Regions from separate parts of the Sus scrofa genome. Here region 1 is linked to region 2. A link is a contact called in public Hi-C data. All regions are on one chromosome and are shown on one strand. The core of a region is the stretch at or near the end of the contact, and the rest is flanking DNA. Distances in the headings are between cores, read along the strand shown. Region 1 overlaps TSPAN33 (tetraspanin-33). Region 2 overlaps AHCYL2 (adenosylhomocysteinase 3).

Region 1 (6,233 bases), core at 3,628-6,127, 110 kb after region 2:
CTCCATATGCCGTGGGAAGCGGCTCTAGAAAACGCAGAAAGACAAAAAAAAAAAAAAAAAAAAAAAAAAAAAAAAGAAAAGAAAGAAAGAAAACTAACATAGCAACTTACTGTGATTACAGCTTTTCTAATAGCTTTGCTTGTAAGCAACAGAAACCCAGTTGCACTTCCCTTATTCAACAAAGCAGGCTTTTCTGTAAGTACACAGAGTCTCAGGGAAAGCAAACAGGACAGCTGTGGAGCGGCAGAAACGTTGTAAGACTGCAGTGAAAGCTGCTAGCAGGAGTATTCTTCCTCTGCCCCCTTCTCTCTGCCTCCCTGCCCTACCCCCAATCTGTTTCATTCTGCTCTTTCTGTAAATAGACTTTCTCTGCTACTCAGCCTATAAGGTCTAAGAAGCTGAGCCTCAGATTCCTTTTGCCATCTCCTTCTCCACCAGACCAGTCAGCCCAGGCTGCAACTAAAATCTCATCCTTGATTCCAAGGTCCCAGGAAGGGAACTCTGGCACAGTTTGGCTTAGATACCTGTTTTGGGTTGAACAGATATGTTAAATCCCTAACTTTCCAGTTCTTCAGAATGTGGCCTTATTTGGCAATAGGGTCACTGCAGATGTAGTTAGTTAAGGTGAGGTTATACTGGAGTAGGGCAAGGTCTTTTTCCAATATAACTGGTGTCTTTATGAGAAGGCCACAGGAGTTCCCGTCGTGGCTCAGTGGTTAATGAATCCGACCAGGAACCATTAGTTTTGGGTTTGATCCCTGGCCTTGCTCAGTGGGTGAAGGATCCAGCGTTGCTGTGAGCTGTGGTGTAGGCTGCAGACGCGGCTCGGATCCAGTGTTGCTGTGGCTGTGGCGTAGGCAAGCGGCAACAGCTCCAATTAGACCCCTAGCCTGGGAACCTCCATATGCTGTGGGAGCAACCCTAGAAATGGCAAAACGACAAAAAAAGAAAAAGAAAAAGAAAAAGGACACAGACAGAGGGAGGATCACCACATGAAGATGAAGGCAGAGGTGTAGTTATATTGCCACAAGGCAAGGAATGCCTGGGGCCACCAGAAGCTGGAAGAGGCAGGGAGAAATCCTTTCTTAGAGGCCAGAGGAAGCATGGCCCTGCCAACACCTTGATTTCAAACTTCTGGCTTGCCGAACTGTGAGACAATAAATTCTGTTGTTTTGAGCCATCCAGTTTGTAGTCCAGTTGACTTTTGACAACACAGGTTTGAATAGCACTGGTCTCCTTATATTTGGAGTTTTTCAATAAATACATACTGCAATACTACATCGTCAGGGCTGGTTGACTCTGCAGATGCAGAAGTGCAGATACAGAAGGCCGACTGTGAAGTTCTCTAGGGATTTCTGACTGCATGGGGTGTTGGTGCCCCAACCCCTTGCATGGCTCAAGGGTCAACTATACTTTGTTACAGCAGCACTAGGACACTAATACAGAGCCTAAGCCAGATCTGGTCAGTTCTGTCCAGGAGACCAGGTCTTATAGTGCAAACACGGCTTCTCAAGACCCATCTTTAGACTTTGGAATAGGAGGCCAGTTTCCAAAGAAGGTAGAATCACTGTGAGCTGGGCAAATGCACTGAAAAGCTATTCACTCTGGTTCTTGACAGCTAGGACAAATAGGATATTCTGATTTTCATTTTTATTGTTTGTTTTACTTTAAAATATTCTTTTACCCCTCTGGAATGCGTTGCAGTGTATGAAGTGAGATATGTATCCAAGTTACTTCTTTTCCGTAATGTTATCCACTTGTCCTAACCCCCTCCTCTCCTCACCGTGTTGCCTCTCGTATATTAGTAGGCACTGATGATTAAAACCATTTCTATAATCTCTATGCTATGTCATTCATCTGAAAGATTGACCAGGCTCCTGGCATGGTAGTGAGGAGACTCTAGAGCTTAATTTCCAATCTCAGTTCTAGAGTTTGGTTACTCCTTGCTTTATTCTCTCCTATGACTATTTTATCCATGGCAGTTTGGAATATCTAGTTACTTACCTTTTTTTGGGGGGAGGGAGAGTGGGTTTACAAAATGTTCCTAACCTTTTTAGACTAATAGAACAGAAGAACTCTTCTGGGGAAAGAAGCTGTGCTGTTCTCCTTTTCTGAAACTGGTCCCTGGCCCCATTAACAAATCTGGTCTTTGGGATGAAGACGAGTTAGAAAATAGCAAAGGACTCACATATCACACTTCGTAATGAATACGTACCTGGTACACAGCAGGCACACAATAAATGTTAGGTAATCATTAGCATGAAGGCCAGACAACACCCAGTCAAACTTGCCAACATCTAACAAGCCTTCATTCCCACATCTCCCTCCACGTCAAGTCATGCATGACAGTGGGAAGGGGATGTGACAGGCTGAATAATGGCCACCCCAAAATGTCCCATGTCCTAATCCCCAGAACCTGTAATTATATTACTTTACATGGTAAAGGGACTTTATAGACGTGGGTTAAATTAAGAATCAAAGAGATGGAGTTCCCGCCATAGCACAGTGGAAATGAATCTGACTAGGAAACCCTGGCTGTGATCAGTGGGTTAAGGATCCGGCATTGCTGTGAGCTATGGTGTAGGTTGCAGATGAGGCTTGGATCCTGTGTTGCTGTGGTGTAGGCTGGCAGCTGTAGCTCCGATTGAACCCCTAGCCTAGGAACCTCCATGTGCCGCAGGTGCGGGCCTAAAAAGACAAAAGACAAACAAACAAACAAAAAAGAACCAAAGAGATAATTTGGGTAGGCGCGAATTAATCACAAGGATCCTACAGGAGAGATATATTAGAGTCAGAGTCACACACACACACAAAAAAAGACGTGACCAGGAATTCCCATTGTGGCTCGGTGGTAATGAATCCAACTAGCATCCATGAGGATACATGTTCAATCCCTGGCCTTGCTCAGTGGGTTAAGGATCCGGTGTTGCTGTGAGCTGTGGCATAGGTCACAGATGCAGCTCAGATCCCGCATTGCTGTGGCTCTGGCGTAGGCTGGCTGGCAGCTACAGCTCCAGTTCAACCCCTAGCCTAGGAACTTCCATCTTCCATATGCTGCAGGTACAGCCCTAAAAAGAAAAAAAAAAAAAAAGTGACCACAGAAGTAGAGGCTGGAGTGATGTGTTTTATTTGTTATTATTGTTATTATTATTATTTTGCTCTTTAGGGCTGCACTGAGAGCATATGGGAAGTTCCCAGGGTAGGGGTCAAATTGGGAGGTGCAGCTGCTGGCCTTCGCCACAGCCACATGGGATCTGAGCAGAGTCTCAACCTAAGCAACAGCTCACAGCAACGTCAGATCCTTAACCCACTGAGCGAGGCCAGGGATGGAACTTGCATCCTCATGGATACTAGTAGCGGGGCTCATTACTGCTGAGCCACAAAGGAGAACTCCTGGAGTGATGCGTTTTAAAGATGGAAAAGAGGCCAGGCACCAAGGAACGCATGTTCTAAAAGCTGGAAAATGGATTCTCTAGGGCCCTCAGAAGGAACTTAGCTCTGTGCTCACCTTGATTTTTTAGCTCAGTGAGACCCATTTTAGACTTCTGACTTCTAAAACCTAAGATAACAAATTTGTGTTGAATTAAGCCACCCAATTTATGATGATTTGTTACTGCAGCAATAGAACATAGAGAAGGAATTAGAACTTCACTGAACATTCTGTAAAATTTGTCCTCAAGTCCTTGTTTACTGTAGTGCTTGAGGCCCTAGGGGTACCTTTCTTGCCATGTCATCCCAAATTTTCATCATCCTTTAGGACTTTTCTCTCTACTTCTGCCCATCCAGCCTGATTTCTACAGCTCCATGAAACTTCCATTCACCCACCTTTGAGGCTCAGATTTGGTAGCTGTTGTAAGATCCTGGTGTTAACCCCACATGCTTGAGACTAGGGTTATTAGAAACAAATTCAGGGAGTAAATTAAATCGAAACGTGAAATTACATTAAGAAATCTTTCCAAAATTGAGGCATATTCCCTCCTGGCATCAGGCCAAAGAGTAAGAAAGCTAGATAAATGCCGAGAGCCAGAGACAATGAGAAGAGAATCTAGCTGGAAAACACTGAACCACACTCTAAGTTCCTGAACATTTGCATAGGGCAGTTTAAGGCTTGGGACTTGGTCAGAAATTCCCAACCCCTTTTGTCTAAGCCCAGACGGCTAAATGCTGAGAGACGGTAGAGACTTAAGTGTAGTTTGGAGTTTAAGAAATTTGGATTTGAATCTTTGGTCTGCAGACCAGCGTTCCTGGTCTTTTCCTCCAAGAGGCCCTAAATGAGCCCCCTGCCAGGTAAGCTTCTCAAATTCGGTGAACCTGGAACGTGCATCACCCCAGCTCCTAGCATGGACTTCTGGGTCTGCATCACCAAGTGAAGTAGTAAAAAGTGCAACTCTGGCTCTAAGAAGGCGCGCTTTTTTACTCTTCTCTCCCGGAATAAAAAGCCCTTATTTTTAATTTATTTGGGATGATTTTATTTTATTTTTCCATTCTGTTACTATCTGGAGCTAAACTGGCTGGGGCCCCGGGCGGCTGCTGGAAAGGCGCCCTTCCAGGAGCAGAAGGCTGGCTTAAGGGAAAGCGGGGCGGGGAGAGAATTCGCGACTCTGTCTTCCCTGCGCGGGAGGGCTTCTCCCCACGCTTTCCTCAGCCAGGCCAAACCCCTAGCGTGAGCCCCGCGACGGCGGGGCGCGGCGGGGGGAGTTGGGGTACGTCCGCTCAGCGGCGGGGCCGCGCCGCCCCCAGGACGGGGGATGGGCGCGGAGGCGCCGGGCCAGCCGCCGCGGGGGCGGGGACCACCCACGGCGCCGCGCGGCTCCGCCCCGGCCCCGCCCCGCGACGCGCCAGCCGGGCCTCCCGGGTCGCCGCCCTCTCGCGCGCTGCTCGGCGCTGGCGAGCCCGGCGCAGAGCCGGACGGTTTTCCGAGTCGTCACTAAAACGGGATGGGCCCCGGTACCCAACGCCCTCAGATGAAGGTGGAGGAGAGGACTGGAGGTCTAGACTGGGCCTGAAGAGATGACTTCTCTTTATCCCTCCTCCCTTCCCTGCGGAGAGGGCTAGACTGTGATTTCCGGACAGATCCTTCCCTAACGCATCCTGAATTTGGGTCAGCACATTAATGTAATTCACTTTAGTTCGGGGGGAAAAATGAACGTCAGGTTTGGGGATAAAATTACGCGGTTCCCAGATGCGAATTAGGAACCCCTCGATCTAGTTTAGACCAGAGAGGTCGCGGTTGCGGGAGGGGAGTAGGGCATTTGGTTAAGGGGGTGGGGGTGGGGGGTGGGGAGGTACCTCCTGGAGGCAGGCCCCCCCCACTCCCTTCCCCCACCCCAGGCTTGGCTCTTATACCCCTCCCCTTCCAGTTGCCGGAATGGAAAATTCATGGAGTCTAGCTTAGCCCAGGTCAACAAACTTTTATTGCCATTTCTGGCTCCCCCAGCCCCAGCAAGATCCCTGCTTACATTGTAGAAACACTAAGCTCTGATGCAGAGGAATGGGGGGTATTACCTCTCTTTCTTTGCACACTGCCAAGGTTAAGAAATACCCCACTTGCTGGGGAGGAAGGGCCAGACAGGGGAGGAATTCAAGGGCACCTATGGCTCAGTCCCACCTCTGCTGGCTTCAGAATATAGAGAGCATGGTTCCAAACATTTTTTTAAAGGAGGGGAGAAGAGATGAGTTTGGCTGCTATTGGACCCCTTGCCCTTGCTGCCCCGTTTCCATGGAAATGAGGGAGGGGCAGGATGTAGCTCACTCAGACTACCTGGGAGGATGGCCTGCCAGGCAGTTAGTAAACACATCGCCTTCCACTCCTACCCAGCACATACAACTGTCCCCATCCGACCCCCATGCTCATTGCCTGCTCCACTCTCTTCCCTTCTGGAGCTGGTATCATGTCAACTGGACTCCAGGCGGGGTTCCTGGTGTCCACTCCCCAGGAAGGTCTCGCTGGCAACAGCCAGAATCTGAGAATGTTCAAGCTCAGGAGCAGCCCTAGCAGAGTTGTCAGTTTTAGCGCCTCTGTGAGAAGCCTAATGCCCGCACAACTCTGTGCCCCTGCTGTTGCTCAAGCAACTCTGCTCAGACAAAACAAAACAAACCAAACCAAACATAAACCCAAATGCTTAAGGTTAGAAACAGAACAAAACAACAATGCTGAGAGCTAGGAGGGGGAGAGGGGCCACATCCTTCCCAGCCTTGAGCCACCTGTGCACCCTGCCTTCTGCAATCTGGAG
Region 2 (6,599 bases), core at 255-2,754:
GGCCTCAGGCAAAAGCATCCAAGTACTCAGTACCTTGGAGCCATTCACTACCTTCCCCAAAGCTCCCAACAGGAGCTTCTCTCCCTCTAATTTCAGTATGCACAACTCAGGCAGGTTTTAAGAGAAGCTTATTTCCGAGTAAAGCATGCTAAGTGCAAAGGACTCATAGGCAACCCCTGCCATCATCACGACCCAGGGGACATATGCAGTACAATAATTTCTAATTGGAATAAGTAACAGAAGCTCCCTCTCTTTGGAGAAGCCACCTCTCTATAATCTTTTCCTGTCACGCCCCCAACCACCTCTCTTATAGTTACACATTGCACAATATATAATCACACACACACACAAACACAGAGCCTTAACAAGTTGGCTTCCTACTTCAAGAAAGGTTGACATCTTATACTAAATCTTAGAAAAAAAGAACATAAATGAAAGCCTCTAAAAACTCTAATTCACCAAACAAGGTTACACAGACTATAACTTAGCAAGTTTAATTTAAAATGAAGAAACACATTCATCTCTCTCTCTCTCTCTCTCTCTCGCTCTCTTTTTTTTTTTTTTTTTTTTTGTCTTTTTGCCATTTCTTGGGCCGCTTCCGCGCGCGGCATATGGAGATTCCCAGGCTAGGGGTCGAATTGGAGCCGTAGCCGCTGGCCTACGCCACAGCCACAGCAATGCAGGATCCGAGTCGTGTCTGCGACCTACACCATAGCTCACAGCAAAGCCGGATCCTTAACCCACTGAGCAAGGCCAGGGACCGAACCTGCAACCTCACGGTTCCTAGTCGGACTCGATAACCGCTGCGCCACGACGGGGACTCCCACATTCATCTCTTAAAAGGCTCCTTTCAGAAGTCATTTACTTTGAGTACTGCTCTAAACCACTCAGTATCAGAAGGTTCAGACATTTTTATTTCACCTTTCAGGTCATGTGAAATACAGTCTTTAGCACTTTAACCTTTCCATTTTAATAAATCCCGGGCATATACTCTCTCTATCAATTTCACGGATAAAAGCCAAAATATTTAAATCCAATAAAAGCCAACATGACACCAGAAAATACTTTATCTTTCTTCCCTGGATGTTTCTGATTTTTTGATCAACTAGCTAACTGGAAGGAAAGTCTGTGGTTGACAGTGTATTATGGGGATCAGTGGTTCTTCACTGGCTCCTCTATGTAGCCTCTCCTCTACTCCTATTAGTTTCTTGATTACTTTCAACAAATACCCATTTTGAGTAACCCTAAGTGATTTCCCCCAAATAAGAACCTTGTAACCATTTTTAAATCTCCAATGAGTTTCTATAAGTAACTAGAGGTAAATATGGAAACAGCAGAGCCAAGAGGCTGGCATAAGGTACAAGATTCCAGGGTCTAAAATTAGCTATATTATTTATCCAAAATATATTTAGCAAATAAAAGGCAACAGTATGCATGTAGAGAACCTTTAAGAAAAACTGACTAATAATCTATTTTTATCCTGACTTTGGCCAAATTACTTAAACCAATGGCTTTATCTCCACATATATTCGTACAAACCCCCAGCAATGCCAGCAACTGCTGAGAGAATATAAGGATTGAGCAAGATCTTCCTAGTTAGAGACAATGTGAGTCCACCAGGGCATGCAGTAACCTTCCAGGGATGCCTGTGGTTAATCCTTTTCTCTGGCCATTCAGTGCTTGCACCTTAAAACAATAATTAGGCATAATTCTGTAATTGTTTTTATGGAACATTCATATACTTACTTATTATGTGCCTATCCGTGTTGAGTGTTGTGTTTAAATTTTCTTCCCTATATAATGGGAAAGTCCATGAGTCAGCTCACTAACAAAGGTCTGGAGAAATACCACATGCCTAGATGGGGGCTCAATTCTACAATCCATACAATTGGTCCCCCTGCTGCCTCTTTTTCTGCTGTCAGAATCTAGGCTTCTTTTCAAGATGCTATTGAGTCCTATTCCCTGAGCTTAACCTAGTTGCAGTTTACTGTTCTCAACCTAGGGACACAGACTGACTCACATGTAACATTTTTAAAGCTGCTGCTCTGCAGTGGACATCCCTCATAAAACCTTAATCACAATAAATTTAGTTAAATCCTTTAAAGCCAGATTGCTCTAGCTTCACAGAACAAGGCTGGCTGCTCAGCTTCAATTCCCTGGAGAGAAGGGAGAGGCTCTACTCTATTATGAAACCAGCTTGCCTAATCAAATTCCCTTTCAGAGAAAGAGGTCAAGGAGAACAACTGCTGTGCTATTTTTCAATTCTTCCATCCAAGAAATGACTGTGATTGACAGGCACTATTTCTTTGAGTTCCAGTGGCCTACTGCCAGATCAACTAATTGTTCCATAGTTAAAAGAATGATACCAATCCACCAAGCTACATGACTCTCCATAATCATAATACATAATACTTCACATCTGTAAAGTTTTATACTATTTAAAGCTTTCTCTCTCTGTCTCTCAACACCCCATTGGTTTTAGAGATGCAGTCAAAACAATTAAGAAAAAAATAGGAAAAGGCACTGGGAAGGCAGAGAAGACATTATCCTCATTTTAAACACTGTGAACCTGCAACAAAGGCAATATATCACTTGTCCAGTATTAGGTAGTGGATCTAAATATTGGGTCTAATATGCTGTTCTCCTATTGTCCTGCAATTTCCTACACATTACATATCTTTACAGTCTCTTTAATATGTCTACTAATCCTGTTATCAGCTCCAACGTATTGAAACTTTACTAACAGAGAACAGCGTGTTCCATCAGGTTAGTGTAGAAGATATAGATTCCGGCAGTATAGTAGGAAGAGTGCCATTTGGAGAGTGAGATGGGTTCAAAGTCTTGCCACTTAGGGTGTATGACGTAGGGTAAATTGATAACTAGCTCTAATTTCTTTATCTGTAAAATCAGTATACCATCTACCTCACAGAACTCATAGAATTAAATGATTTAACACATGTTAAGTGCCTGATACATAAAAGGCACTCAAATGTTAATGCCCTCCCTTGGAACAGTCCTAAACAGATCACAAGCCCTTGAAAGAGGCTAACTCATCTGATTTCAGCAACCCCTAAAAATTATGGGATGAGGATTAGGGAAACTGGAACATTAACATTAATGTTTTCCTGGCACTTCCCTCAGACATGTGGGGTTTTTTTGGCTGTCACTCTAATGAGCAGCTTTTAGAGATGCAGTCAAACCAATTAAGAAAAAAATAGGAAAAGGCAAATGTGTCCAAATAAATAACATTTATCATGGGTACACAAAGTAATTGTTCTACAAACTAAACATATACTTGAACAGCAGCTAGAATACACCATTCAGCCTCTCAGTGAGGTAGAAATGAATCAATGTTACTTTTCCTGCAAAATAACTAGTTAGAGCCACACAAAAAGAATAATACGAACATTAATTTTAATAATCCTTCTCCACTACTACTGAATAAGCCAAATGGGATAAAGCACTTTCCACAACCAATAAAGGATCACACTGACTATGAAATAAGTTCCTAAGAGTGAATTAACAGTCTCTTCAAATGAATTTCTTGAGTTTAAAACAAATCACGCCTGAGTCTTATTCTCAATATCATTTATAAAGTCATACTAAGCCATCTCTTTCCTGGGATTTATTGTATTTCATTAAAAGATAACTGCTATAAATAATTCAATGACTTCAACATGTTAACCCTGACCTATAAGAATTTGTTGTTACTGTTTTTATTTGAAAAAAGTTGGATGTGTGTTGGGTTCCCTCAGATAAATTTTATTCTGTGGCCATAATCGATTTGTGGCTTCTCTTAGGACATTTTCAAGGCCATATTTAGATACTGATACTAGTTGAAGGGGCATACATATATTTGCACATAACTGTTATGTAGTACAAGAGTATTTTTTTATCTCTCAGTCATGGAAAATCAGCAACAAACATATTTCTCATTAAAATTAATTTAGCTTTGTTATTTCTTGGTTTCCTTTTCTAAAACTTTTTTCCTCAACCATTAAAACAGAGCTTCCCAAAACTAAAGTTTCAAAGATAGAAAGAAGGGAATGCTACTAGATGTCTTTGCTATATCAATTTGAAGAGAGGTGGTTAAGCAACATGCTTTTAAGAGTAATGATTCTCCAACATATTAGATCAGATAGACTTAGCAGATATACATAGAACGTTCCATCCAAAAGTAGCAGAATACACATTCTTTTCAAGTGCACATGGAATATTCTCCAGGACAGATCACATACTAAGCCACAAAGCAAGTCTGAGTACATTTAAGAAGACTGAAATCATATCAAACATCTTTTCTGACAACGCTCTGAGACTAGAAATTAACTAGAGGGAAAAAAAGAACTGCAAAAAATACAGATATGTGAAGACTAAACAATAAGCTACTAAATGGAGTTCCCTTAGTGGCTCAGCAATTAATGAACCCGATTAGGATCCATGAGGATGCAGGTTTGATCCCTGGCCTCGATCAGAGGGTTAAGTAAATGGCCTTGCCAGGAGCTGTGGTGTAGGTCACAGATGCAGCTCGGATGCCGTGTTGCTGTGGCGTAGGCTGGCAGCTATAGCTCCAATTTGACCCCTAGCCTGGGAACTTCCATATGCCGAGGCTTCAGCCCTAAAAAGAAAAAAAAAAAAAAGAAAGAAAGAAAAAGCTACTAAACAACCAATGAGTCATCAAAGAAATCAAATCAGAAATTAAAAAAAAAAAAAAAAACCCTGGAGACAGATGAATCCCTGGCCTCGTTCAGTGGGTTAAGGACCTGGTGTTGCTACAAGCTGCAGTGCAGTCTGCAGATGCACCTTAGATCTGGTGTTGCTATGGCCCTGGGCCTGCGACTACAGCTCCAATTCAACCTCTATCCCAGGAACTTCCATAAGCTGCAGGTTTGGCTTTAAAAAGAACAAATGAAAAAAAGAAAAGAAAATGATCCAAAATCTGTATGACAAAGTAAAATAAGTTTTAAGAGGGAATCCTATAGTGATAGAAGCCTATGTCAGGAAACAAGAACAATCTCAAATACACAATCTAACCTTCTGTCTAAAAGAATTAGAAGAAGAAAAATAACAAAACCCAAAGTTAATAGAAGGAAAGAAATCAAAAAGATCAGAACAGAAATAAATGAAATAGAGACTAAAAAAAAATAGAAAAGATCAGTGAAGCTAAGTGCTGGTTCCTTGAAAAGATAAAATGAGAAACCTTTAGTCAAACTCATCAATGAAAAAAAAAGAGTGGGCCCAAATAAATTAAAATCAGAAATGAAAAAGGAGAGGTTACAACCAACACCACAGAAACAAAAAGATCATAAGAGATTACTACAATTATATGCCAAAAAACATCTATTTTTGGACAACCTAGAAGAAATGGACAAATTTCTAAAAATATACAATCTCCCAAGACTAAGACAAGGAAGAAACAGAAAATATGAACAGACTAATTACCAAAAACCATATGTATCAATGATTAAAAAAAACTCCTGACAAATAAGAATCCAGGACCAGATAGCTTCACAAGTAAATTCTACCAAACATTTAGAGAAGAGTTAACACTATTCTCAAATTATTCCCCAAAACTGTAGAGGAAGGAACACTTCTGAACTCAATTCTATGAGACCAGCATCACCCTGATATTAAAACCAAAGACAGGACACAAAAAAGAAAATTACAGGCCAATATCACTGACAAATATAGTTGCAAAAATTTTCAACAAAATATTAGCAAACTAAATTCAATAATATGTTAAAAGTAGAGTTCCCGTTGTGGCTCAGCAGTTAACGAATCTGACTGGCATCCATGAGGACCCAAGTTCGATCCCTGGCCTTGCTCAGTGGGTTAAGGATCTGGCGTTGCTGTGAGCTGTGGTGTAGGTCTCAGACAAGGCTCGGATCCTACATTGCTGTGGCTGTAGTGCAGGCCAGCAGCTGTAGTTTTAATTCGACCTCTAGCCTAGGAACCTCCATATGTAATGGGTGCAGCCTGAACAAGAGAAAAAGAAAAAAAAGGTAGAGAATAAGAACTTGCTACTGTTCATACCCGATTTGCTTTAATACCACCTAAGAAATGAAGACCTAGAGAAAAAAATTAGGGGTTGTGGGATGGAAATCCTTAAAACTGGATTGTGATGATCACTGTACAACTACAAATGTAATAAATTCATTGAGTAATAAAAAATAAATAAATAAACCAAAGGGACTTAGAAATACATATTTAAGAGAAAAAAAAAGATTTGCTTTTCTAGGAATAAAGTTTCATTCAAAAAAAAACTGGCTTAGCCATAATTATTTATCATTATAAAATGACAGATTTTGTGACACTAAATGATTAATTTTATCATATTATCATAAAATTCTTTTGTGAACACCATCCCATCCTGCAAGAGTCTGTGGTTAACTTACTAAAAGTAATTTAATAACACAGGTTCTAGAGAAAGAATATATGATTTGAATCCCAGCTCTGACTTTCACTAGCTGTGTAAACCTTCAGCAAGTTACCTAATCTCTGTGCTTCAATTACTTCATCTATAAAATAGGAGGAAGATAATAATCCTACCTACTTAATAAGGTTGTGGTAAGAATAATTATGTATGTTCCATAGAAAAGTGC

Evidence for each region. A called contact is a pair of places that touch in the nucleus more often than the background predicts.
Region 1: a Hi-C map of skeletal muscle shows a contact between it and region 2, with 2.6 times the contacts expected there. The contact joins two enhancer-like sites. A contact is called at or near these places in 14 of 47 Hi-C or Micro-C datasets (embryonic fibroblasts, fetal heart ventricle, fetal skeletal muscle and 7 more) and 1 of 2 datasets of contacts at active chromatin or transcription factors (skeletal muscle).

The regions. Positions count from the first base shown.
Region 1 is chr18:19,488,219-19,494,451 of Sscrofa11.1, forward strand. TSPAN33 (tetraspanin-33) reads right to left here. Exons shown (of 8, transcript XM_003134681.4): 8 at 5,392-6,233. Among named protein-coding and RNA genes, the nearest start is that of SMO, 13 kb to the left of the region's middle. Within about 2 kb of position 4,878, at least 37 of the 83 cell types and tissues checked have an H3K27ac peak or open chromatin away from gene starts, as enhancers often do. A contact at or near this core is called in skeletal muscle, where this site is marked.
Region 2 is chr18:19,381,842-19,388,440 of Sscrofa11.1, forward strand. All of the region lies in intron 1 of AHCYL2 (adenosylhomocysteinase 3), which reads right to left. Among named protein-coding and RNA genes, the nearest start is that of AHCYL2, 57 kb to the right of the region's middle. Within about 2 kb of position 1,505, at least 8 of the 83 cell types and tissues checked have an H3K27ac peak or open chromatin away from gene starts, as enhancers often do. A contact at or near this core is called in skeletal muscle, where this site is marked.